2 separate regions of the Mus musculus genome follow, and region 1 is linked to region 2. A link is a contact called in public promoter capture Hi-C data. All regions are on one chromosome and are shown on one strand. Each heading gives the region's core, a stretch centred on a gene start, on an enhancer-like site or on the middle of the called end of the contact. The rest is flanking DNA. Distances are from core to core; before and after follow the strand shown.

The links. Capture Hi-C pulls out chosen DNA fragments and counts their contacts.
Region 1: a contact with region 2 is called in a promoter capture Hi-C map of liver. The contact joins two enhancer-like sites. A contact is called at or near these places in 1 of 484 Hi-C or Micro-C datasets (embryonic stem cells), 1 of 115 datasets of contacts at active chromatin or transcription factors (pancreatic cancer cells) and 3 of 9 other capture datasets (adipose tissue, liver and pancreatic islet).

The regions. Positions count from the first base shown.
Region 1 is chr5:125,496,751-125,502,290 of GRCm38.p6, reverse strand. The region is part of intron 5 of Aacs (acetoacetyl-CoA synthetase); the gene reads right to left. Among named protein-coding and RNA genes, the nearest start is that of Aacs, 24 kb to the right of the region's middle. Within about 2 kb of position 4,255, at least 30 of the 459 cell types and tissues checked have an H3K27ac peak or open chromatin away from gene starts, as enhancers often do. A contact at or near this core is called in liver and pancreatic islet, where this site is marked.
Region 2 is chr5:125,310,490-125,316,164 of GRCm38.p6, reverse strand. The region is part of intron 1 of Scarb1 (scavenger receptor class B, member 1); the gene reads left to right. It overlaps Gm32701 (a long non-coding RNA gene), which reads right to left. Exons shown (of 5, transcript XR_001784962.2): 4 at 5,551-5,675; 5 at 4,673-5,103. Among named protein-coding and RNA genes, the nearest start is that of Gm32701, 10 kb to the right of the region's middle. Within about 2 kb of position 2,709, at least 26 of the 459 cell types and tissues checked have an H3K27ac peak or open chromatin away from gene starts, as enhancers often do. A contact at or near this core is called in liver and pancreatic islet, where this site is marked.

The DNA.
Region 1 (5,540 bases), core at 3,006-5,505, 180 kb before region 2:
TACAGCAGCATCCCATCCTGGCGTTTTGATGCACCCCAACACCTGATCACCTCTGAGTTAAAGGTTCTCAGACTAAATTCTCTTCAGTGCTGTCCTTTTCCCAATCCCACACTGGCACAGAGGGCCCAATTCCACCTCCCCTGTGCCAGGCACTGCCGGGGAACCCACAAGGGTCCCCACTCTCCCAAAATATGAACAAAACCAAAAAGCCATGGGGAAACAACTGCAGGTTCCATTGCTTCTGGTTCCAACTCTAAAGGAAGCCGCACAGTGCAGACGGCTCGGAGAAGAAAGGTGCCAGGTGCTTGCTGCACTAGGAGGCTAAGGTGGAGGATCCTGAGTTCATGAGTTCAAGGTCAGGCTGGGCTCACAGTGAGACCCTGTCTTGAAAACAAACAAACTGGATGCCAAGAGATGGCTCAGAGAGAGGGTGGAGATGCTGGTGGTATTAGCCTGACAGCCGGACTTCAGTCCCTGGAACCCATATACAAGTGGAAGGACAGAAGTGACTCCACACAGTTGTCCTCTGACCACCACATATGTGCTGTGTCATGTATGCAGCACAAACGCAACACACACACACACATAAAATGAGGAAGAGGAGGAGGAGACGCTGACCCTGACGCCAATGCTGACACCAAAGACTACAAGAGCCAGGCATAGTGACACGCGCTTTTAATCCCAGAACTAACCCTGAGGCAGAGACAGGAAGATCTGTGTGAGTCTGAGGCCAGCTTGGTCTACAAAGTGAGTTTCAGGACACCTAAAACCACAGAGAAACTATATCTCAAAAATAAAAACAAAAACAAAAACAAGAATAAAATTTAAAACAAAATTAAAACTAAAGCCGGAAGGAAAGAATTAGACAGGTAGAATTCACTTAATTTTTTCACAGTAAGATCAAATTCTTGCCAAATCTGATTGAGAAGAAAGTTAGTATCCCTGGGTCTCGCTCATACAGCCCCTTACAAAGCGGCTCTCCCCTCAGACAGTCTCTGATGAGGGACCGCCTGGCCACCCGTGAACACAAGTGTGCAGCACTGTGAGGTCTAACCTCTGTGAGGAGCTGTCAGCCATGGGAGTTCCCAGAACCCCTCTGTGGTGCTCTGGTCAGAGCAGAGAGAAAGAGAGACTCCCCTCAGAGTAATGAAGACCCAGCCTTCCTGCCCGTTCCTCTTCTCCCTGCTATGAAAGTCCTCTTTGGACTGGAGAGCTGGCCCGGCGGTTAAGAGCGCAGGCGATCCTGAGTTCAATTCCCAGCAACCACATGGTGGCTCACAGCCATCTGTAATGGGATCCAATACCCTCTTCTGATGAGTCTGAAGACAGCGACAGTGTACTCATAGACATTTTTTTTTTTTAAATGGAAAAAGAAAGTCCCCTTTGCATCCAAAGCTCCCCCCAGGGCAGGGCTACAGGGATGAAAGCGCTCCCCATCCTGCATCCTTGAATAACCTGATTCCCCTCCAACTCCAGCCTTTTGAGTGGTGAGCATCCAGGACCTGGGTGCAGTAACAATGGTACCCTGCACCTGTCTCCCTCCAGCCTTATCCACCCCATCAACAACAGGTGCCCAGACATTACAGGACTCCTGAACACCTGCAGCACAGACACGGGGCTGTCCTATTCTTTGCTATAAGAAGCGTTCCACCACACAAGGCCATGAACTCCGTGCTAGTCAGCTCCGGGTCTGAGACTTGAACAGGGATGGAGGTAGGTGGGAAGAAAACAGCTGTCAGTAAAAATACAGAACAATGTTGGACGCTCTCAATCTGCAGTCATGCTCACACCTCTAAGGTCCAAGGTGGCTGTCTTCTAACGCACCAGACGAGGGCATCGGATCCCATTACAGATGGTTGTGAGTCGCCATGTGGTTGTCAGGAATTGAACTCAGAACCTCTGAGTTCAATTGTCTAAGGCATGGCCTCCTTTGACTCTGGTGGCACCAGGACTGAGGAATACTAGAGAGGAAGGACTGAGTTAAGAACTTCGAGCAGACAATGTCAAGAAGCCAGTGGCTCAACTGGGATTGCAGCCTGACCCCAGCTGGGGACCAGGGCTCCCTGTCCATAGGCTGCTCTGTTGGAAAAACACACAGAATGGAGGAGGTGGGTTCTGAGCTGCCTGGGCAGGACCACATGAGGACCTAGAAGGGAACCCCACAGCCAGGCCTGGGGCCAGGAATGGTGGCCAGACAGAAGGAAGGTCAAGTCTGCTATAAAGCTTTAGGCCAGAGAGGCTGGGATGGAGCTAGCCTGGGAGGGCGCCAGCCCGTGGGGGGTCTCCATCTCAGAAGACCATCTCCATTCACAGGGAGCCTTAAGGAAGATCCAGCAGCCAGAGGCCTAAGGCTCAGATGTCACAGAGACACCCTCAGCCTTGCTGACAGTACCCAGACAGCAAAGACAGCAAGCATTTATTTCCACATCAGAGTCTGCAGACCACAGCTCAAGATCCCCTAGCCAGCAGGGGAGGCAGAGAACTGGTGAGGAGCAGCTCGCCTGCTGAGCTCCACAGAGCCCTGCAAACTGCTACATGCTGCGGTGAACACCCCGCCATGGTAGGTCTGACCTGAACCTGTGCTTAGCAACCAGTCAGGTGTTGAAACCAGCAGCCCACGTGGAGTTCCACAGATGGCCTCCCACAGTGAAGATGGTGGCTGTCCCACTTCCATGCACAGAACCCTCAGGCAGCTCAAGCGTCTTGTGAGAACCGGGGCAAAGGGCTGCAGGCTGAGCCGTAAGCACGCGGGCCTTAGATGGTGGCCTCCCTGATGTCTGTAAAACCACCAACGGCTCAGAAGAAAACAGACAAAGCCCCAAGTGGTTGGCCAGGGTGGCACTGGCTGGGTCACCTCCTGTGGGGTGATGGCCCACAAGCCCGCACGTGTGAGCTACACAGCGCACAGCAGAGCAGCAGCTGGCAGAGGGGCACTGGCAGAGAGACCTAGGCAGGCCAAAGCGGTCCTCATCATCCCAGACAAATGTGCCTGTCCTCCCTGGAGCACTACAGCCAAGGGCACAGCCCTAAAGGGCTCCTGGTCACTGACAGTGATTCCGACTGCAAATCCACCTGCCTGCACCCCGCCCTACTATAAACACGACATGCGATGCCCTGGGTTTCATCCCCAGCACTCCATAAAACCGGGTGCAGTGCCGGGCAGTGGTGGCACACGCCTTTAATCCCAGCACTTGGGAGGCAGAGGCAGGCGGATTTAAAAAAAACAAAAAAACAAAAAAACCACAACAGGTGCAGCCTGGCACACCGCCATCCCAGAGAGGTAGACAGGAGGATCAGAAGTTCAAGGTCATCCTCAGCTACACAGCGAGTCCGAGCCGGGCTTGGGGCTGTGTGCTAGCATTGATATGGACCTGGGACTGACCCCACCAAGAGGAGACCAGTTCATCGAAATGGGAAAGACATCCCCACTCCATTGCAGGTTACAGAATATACATGACTGGCACTTAGCTGGGCATGGTGGCACAGGCCTTTCACCCCAGCGCTTGGGAGGCAGGGGCAAGTAGTGTAAGTTAGAGGCCAGCCTGGGCTACAAGTGAGTCCAGGACAGCCAGGGCTACGTAGAGAAATGATGGCAACATCTGTTTCAAAAACTTTGTACGTAAATATTATCTCAGAAATTATATATATTATACATATATAATTTAATATATAATTATATATATATTACATTTATATACTACATAAATTAAAGGGGGTATGGAAAGCCTAAGACAAAGCGTTCTCTCTCTTCAGGGAAAGGCAGAGCTCAGAGCATGAGCCCGTGGCCGGGCCTCTGACCAGTTCCAGTTCCCAGCTCCCGTGCCAGAACCTCCTTCCGTCTGGTTTTCACCCTGAACAAGGGTGATCAATGCTGGGGAGGCAGTGTCTGAGCGGCAGCTTCAGTGACTTCGGATCTGTCCCAGGACACAGTTCACAGGGAACAGGTGTGGGGCAAACAGAGGGCCTGCCAGGGGACAAAGGACCAGGGGCCTGCAGGCAAGAGGCTGCTGCTCCTGAAGCCTTGCAAGAAGCTGTCATTTCTCTGTCCCAAGACTTAGCAGCCAGGTCCCCGGCCAGGCAGCTCTAAACTGACTAGCTTGCCGTGTAAGGCAGGAGAGAGGACCGATGAAAGGAGACCCTCCCTAGAGTCTGCACTGAGTGGCTTAGCACAGAATCCTAGCAGGAAGGCAGCCACCACCTCCAGTCAGACCTGAGTATAGATAGCCAAGGCCCTGCAGAATGGAGGAGACAGTAAAGCCCTGCTGCCCCCTAGTGTCCACGACAGCAAACAAACATTATACACCCAGCCAGCAGCCCCAGCTGGGATTCCAGACTGCAAGACAAAAAGCCAGGAAGCCACTAACTGGAAACCAGTCTCCTGGAGTGCCAGGTCTCTGGTGGTAACTTCTACCCTGAAGAGGACAGTCTAGGCCACTGAATGGCCCTCCACCACTCTGTTCCCACCATCCGATGGCCAATTCTAGAGCTCTATCTCAGGTCCACAGCCCCACAGGCCACCCCAGCACTGAGGACAACTCTCCATCCTGGTGAGCAAGAGTCAGTACTTACTGACCCACCGTTAAGAGAATCCCAGGCACAGAGGCCTCTGCATCCATCCTCTCAATGCCCAGAGTGCACCGTGGGTCCCCATCCTCAATGCCCAGAGTGCACCATGGGTCCCCATCCTCTCAATGCCCAGAGTGCACCGTGGGTGCCCATCCTCTCAATGCCCAGAGTGCACCGTGGGTGCCCATCCTCTCAATGCCCAGAGTGCACCATGGGTGCCCATCCTCTCAATGCCCAGAGTGCACCGTGGGTGCCCATCCTCTCAATGCCCAGAGTGCACCGTGGGTGCCCATCCTCTCAATGCCCAGAGTGCACCGTGGGTGCCCATCCTCTCAATGCCCAGAGTGCACCGTGGGTGCCCATCCTCTCAATGCCCAGAGTGCACCGTGGGTGCCCATCCTCTCAATGCCCAGAGTGCACCGTGGGTGCCCATCCTCAATGCCCAGAGTGCACCATGGGTCCCCATCCTCTCAATGCCCAGAGTTCACTGTGGGTGCCCATCCTCTCAATGCCCAGAGTTCACTGTGGGTGCCCATCCTCTCAATGCCCAGAGTGCACCGTGGGTCCCCATCCTCAATGCCCAGAGTGCACCGTGGGTGCCCATCCTCAATGCCCAGAGTGCACCGTGGGTGCCCATCCTCAATGCCCAGAGTGCACCGTGGGTGCCCATCCTCAATGCCCAGAGTGCACCGTGGGTGCCCATCCTCTCAATGCCCAGAGTGCACCGTGGGTGCCCATCCTCTCAATGCCCAGAGTGCACCGTGGGTGCCCATCCTCTCAATGCCCAGAGTGCACCGTGGGTGCCCATCCTCAATGCCCAGAGTGCACCGTGGGTGCCCATCCTCAATGCCCAGAGTGCACCGTGGGTGCCCATCCTCTCAATGCCCAGAGTGCACCGTGGGTGCCCATCCTCTCAATGCCCAGAGTGCACCGTGGGTGCCCATCCTCTCAATGCCCAGAGTGCACCGTGGGTG
Region 2 (5,675 bases), core at 1,460-3,959:
GCAGCCGTATAAAGGAAGAGAGAGATTCCATTTATTTATTTATTTATTTATTTATCTATCTATCTATCTGGAGACAGGGTTTCATTATATAGTCCCCAGGTAAATAGTTCAAACTCGTGGTCCTCCTGCCTCAGCTTTAAAGTCCTGCGATAGCTGCTGCAGAGGAGAGAATTCTCCCACACACTGGAACATGGATGAATGCTGAAGTTAGATTCTGAGAGACGGCAGGATGGTTGCAGCGTGATTTCGTTTACTGGGGCCCCTAGAGTACCTATTGATGAGGTTGGAGAAATGGGACACTAAGGAGGTAGTGGGAGGGGAAAGGGGCCAGGGAGAGTGTTAAGTGGAGACAGGGTCTCAGAAGGACATGGAAGGGCGTGGCCATTGGTGGGGACAGTTGCCCAAGCCATGGGTGTACTTAACACCATCAGAATGGATGCTATAAAATGGCACTGCCTTTAATCCTAGCAGTGGAAGCAGAGGCAGGCAGATCTCTGAGTTCAAGACCAGCTTGGTCTACAGATGGCGTTCCAAGACAGCTGAGGCTACAGAGAAACCATGTCTGGGGTTGGGGGCTTGGGGGGAGAGTGACAAAACAAAACCCAAGTCTGGAGACTTTAGCATGATAAAAATGAATAAATCATTATGGCTGATGTCCCCTGAAGGGACATGGGTCACAGCCCTCCTTACTCTGGTTTGTAAAAGGGGGACCCAGTGGCCATAGTGACTATGTTCCAGCCTGATGAGTGTCTTAGAAAAAACCCAGTTCCCTGGAAATATGGCCCTGAGCTGATAGCTGATGCTGGCTGCCACTGCCCTTCCTCTGAGGTTTGGCAGGGCTCTGGGATTGTTCTTGAACCCCAGCCAGTCTACAGCTGGAGGCTCTGTGATATGTCTTCCTTGAAGTGTCTGGGAGTTGGTATCTTCCTAGGGACAGCCTTGTGCCCCAGGCTATTGCATGCAGTGCCACTGGAAGGAGCCCTAAGGGGACCAGGCAACAGCCTGGGGATTAGGCTGTAGAGACCTGAGGATGGGGCCCCTGGCCAACCCCAACGGCCTTGTGTGGCACTGGCTCAATGGAGAACTCACACGTTTCTAATGTCTGTAGCTGCTACTGAAAGCATTCTCTAGAAGTCTCCCAAAGACTTCTCACTCAGTCTAAAGTCAGGGCTACCTTCCCTGTATGGTTGGGCTCTACCCAACAGGTGAACCACATGTGTTTCTAGAGGGGTAGGAGGCAGAGAGGCCTTGGGTGGGCAACAAGGTAATCTGCTTCTGTGTCAATTTCTTATCTGGCATGTGGCTGTCGAGAAGCAGAGACCGGAGGATCATGGGCATGAGCTATACACTGAGGTCCAGGCTAGCCTGGGTGACATAACCTGTCAGAAAAACTACAAGAAAAGATTCGCATTCACCATCTGGCTTGGACCTTGGTTAAGTGATAACCATTGTCATTAGCCTGACACTTAGGCGCCAGGATCAAGAAACAAGAACTCCCAGAATCCTTTGGGGCACCAGAAAGCCTTTCATTTTGAGATAGGCTCTGGCTGTGTCTCTGGCTCTCGTGGAAGTCACACAGCAATCCCTTTGCCTTAGCCTAAGTGCAGAGATTGTAGACGTGAGTTATACTAGCCTCCTCTGCATGGATTGGCTTGACCTAAACTGAGCTGGGCTCTCCATCGACTTGCTTCTGCGATTTCAGAGTGGCAGCCTGACCTAGCTCTGCAGTGGCTTGGTGCAGCTCAGCCTGAGGCTGGTGAGATGCTTACAAGTCATAGCTGGTTGCTGCTTGGTGCTGGTGGTCATGTTATGAGCAAACTGGTCCCTGGTCAGTGGGCTCCGGATTAGGGCTGTGATGGAGGCCTCTAGGAATCTCGCTAAGTCTCTCACTGGTTGTTTTCATCTCTCTGAGCGATGTGTAGGATTGAGTGACAGATGGCAGATAATTGGGAGTGGGTGACAGGCTTCAGTATTCTACTTTAATGGCTGTTACCCGGTGATGCCGGCATAGGCGTCTGATGCTCTGAGTACTTCCTCTCATGTCCCTGAGTCATGCAGACTTAGGAGGCCTCTTCTCCACTCACAACCGTTTCCCTGAGGGCAGAATCCAGTTCGGTTAACTTTGCTTCGTAGTACTAAATACCAGTTTGGGGCCTCGACAGTGCGGGGGAGTGGGGCGGGTTAGAATGAAAAAAAAAGGAGCAAACAGGTTCATTAACAGCTAAATGAATGAATGACTGATGAAAGGATGAATGAATGAAGTGTTCTCAGCCTGTGCTGTTCTGGGTCAGGGCTGAGTGGGAATGTCAAAGGGTGTGGCCACTATGTGAGCCATGGAGTTGGGGTTAGAGGGAAGGCTGCCTGTGGGCTGCACCAGTGTTGGGGTGCAACCCTTGTTGGGCAGCACCTAGTTTTCCAAAGGGAGTCAGAAACGAGGCTTTTGAGACTAACCTTGGTTATGTCTGACAGGGTTTGGGGGTGGGGTGGGCACATAGACACTCTTGCTTTTTGTTTGTTTCCTTTTCTTTTCTGGGGAGTGTGTGGTGTCAACTTGACAGGGTCTAGAATCACCTTGGAGACAAATCTCTGGATGTGTCTGTGATGGAGCCATCCTAACTGCTGGAGCAGAGAAAAAGGAGAAAGATCCTAGCAGTCATTCACCCCTCCCTGCTTCCTGACTGTGGACACAGCCTGGCAAGCTGCCCCTGGCTTCTTCCTCTATTGCCTTTCCACCAAGATGGACTGCGGCTTTGATCAGTGAGCCAGATTAGCCTTCCTTAAGCTGCTTCTGTCCTACGTATGTATGTATGTATGTATGTATGCATGTATGTATGTATGTAGCAAGCCAGGGGCCTGTGCACATACCACACAAGTGCTCCGATGTTAGCATTTGGCCCTTGAGACTTGAGCGTTGGAGTTTCTATCGAGTCTGGGAAAATTACTGCACACCAGAAGCCTGTTAAACAGTAACAGGCCCCAGAGCGAGAGCCAACCTCACACGCCTCCCGTAAGCTTCTCCCACTGACAGCTGTCTGTGGGCCAGACACGGTTGATATGCGCACCTGCTCCCTGGTCAGCATGGTAGGGGTTCTCCTCTGAGGGACTTTATTGGGGTAGCCCTTGGGAGCAGAAGGAATATGGTCCGGGGATTGACATACACATAGGTGCCCACGTGTTTGCGTCCAGTCCAGTCCAACCAGGGAGCTTCCTAAGAACCCTGGAGTGGCTCTCACTCCACTTGTCTCCAGGGAAACTCACTAGGTCCTGATGTTGCCCTAGAGGATGCTGGGACCTTCTGATGGAGCCACCTTAGCCCTCTTTCCTGGGGCTCTGACTTTTATAGCTGGACAGGCTCTCTGCTTTGTCAAGCTGGGGTCAAAGTGAGGTCACAAGGCTTATACCTTGAGGACACCTTTCTACTTCTGTCCCTAAGATGTATCTGCCTGCTCTGGTGTGTCACCGGAGCAGAAACCAGTTTCCCCATAGCCCGAGGGACTCACCGGCCACACCCTTTGACGTCTAGGGATCATTTGAGGATGAGATTATGCATCTCCCAGCCACTCAATCGGACGTCGGCTTCACCCTTGTGTATTAAGCTACTGTAGCAAAACCCTTGAAAACATTTATGGATAACCAGCGGGCAGGTGCTGGCGTTTCCCCAGGATGTACAGTGAACAGGTACTTAGCTCTAGCAGGCAAACCATGGCGCCGACACAGTTCCACCGACATCGTGCATGCATTCTGGTTGCCCCAGAGCCTTGCCAACACTTGTGATTATCAATCCGTCTCCTTTTGGCTGTGCTGGTATACGTCATAGAGATTCTTGTGAATTTGGGGGATATGTCCAGAGTTGGGGAGGGCTTTATGATGTCACAGGCCACCAGTCTTTATGCTCTGTCATCCTTTGGGTATGGTTTTCAGTCTCAAAGCTTTCCCATGATCCAAGGTAGCTCTGTAGCTCTCTCCATCAGGACCGAATTTCTGGGTGGGGGTGGCGGGTGTTTCACTGAAACCACCGGAACTTTTAGTGTGGTGGGAGGGGCTGCTGTTACAAAGATTGGTCCTGTCCATTTTCTTTTTTCTTTTTTTAAGATTTATTTATTTATTACATGTAAGTATACTCAGACACCTACAGTATGCATAGGGCATCAGATCTCATTACGGATGGTTGTGAGCCACCTTGTGGTTGCTGGGATTTGAACTCAGGACCTTTGGAAGAGCAGTCAGTGCTCTTAACTGCTGAGCCATCTCTCCAGCCCTTGTCCATTTTCTTCCCTGCTGTGGTTTAGGCCTAGCACACAGCCTCTTGTGCACTGGGTGCTCAGCAGAGGCCTCGTGGATGCCAGGAACTGAACCCAGGTCCTTTGTAAGAGCAGCCAGTGCTCCTAACCACTGAGCCATCTCTCCAGCCATTCCTGGTGTGTTCCTGGTGTGTGGTGTCTTCATGCCCTAGGCTGGATTGTCCTTTGGGGCCCATCCTTCCTGTATACATAGTAACTCTACAGGGCTAGTACATTGCGACTGGCTGGCTGGCTCAGAGCTGACAGGATATGTGTCTCAACCCAGATCCAGGGCTGGTGAACCCAGTGGCAATGACCAGAACTGTTTCCTCTCCCTCCTCCTCCTCCCTCTCCTCCTCCTCCTCCTCCTCCTTCTCTTCTTCTTCCTCTTCTCTCCTTCCTCTTCTTCCTCCTCTTGTTTGGAGATAGGGTTTCTTTCTGCATCCCTAGCTGCCCTGGTAGACCACCAGGTTAGCCTTGAACACAGAGATCCACCTGCTTCTGCCTCCTAAGAGTTGGATTAAAGGTGTGAGCCGACCTCTGTCAGCCTGGCTCAAAAACCTGGTTTTTTTTTGAACCTGAAATGTGTTTGCTGTGATTCTTGGGGGAGGAGGGACTGGATTTTGCAATTTCCCAGGTCAGATTAATGATTGCTTTGCGAGGGCTGCAGCACCTGAGCTGAGCCACACTGAGCAGGGCCTGGAGAGGCTAGGTACAGTGTCCTGGAGATCCTGTGCAGTCCTGTGTGGGGATAGAGGCTGGGGGAGCTTCCATCTCTGTGATCTTCATGAACCAGAGGCCTCTGAGCCTGATGCCTGTGCACCTGGGATATATGGTCAGAGAGTTAAAGAGGTGTAGTGACCAGAAGTGTCCTGTTACCCACACAGAGGGTCTGTTGGGTCCCTAGCACCTCATGTGGCGGCCTTGATCAGCTCCAGCTGCCTTTTTGTTTGTTTTTCTTTTGAATGGAGCCTCTGATGTCCAAGTGTGTTCGGTTCCTGCAGACTGACCTATATCCTGGCCATCAGAGAACCCGCTAACCCCCGGATTATGGTGCTCACTCCCAGTTTGGCTTGCCCAGACCCCACCTCAGACTCAAAGCCTTTGTTTCTCTGATGCCCAGCCACCCTACCCAATCCCTCTCTGGAAGGCAGATGGCTTATTCTGTGCTTATTCTGTACCCAGGTCACTGCTGCCAAGCACATGCCTAGTATGTACTGGGGTCGTGGGGGAGCAGGGGTCCAAGCAAATGATCAGAATGCTCACAGACCTTTGTGGTGTGGAGCATGGAGATTGCTCCAGTTTTCCTGTCTCTCGGGCACTTGGTGTGCATTTTGGACATCCCCAAGGCTTGCAGAATGGAGTCGAGGTAGCGTATGGCTCCCCACGGAAGGA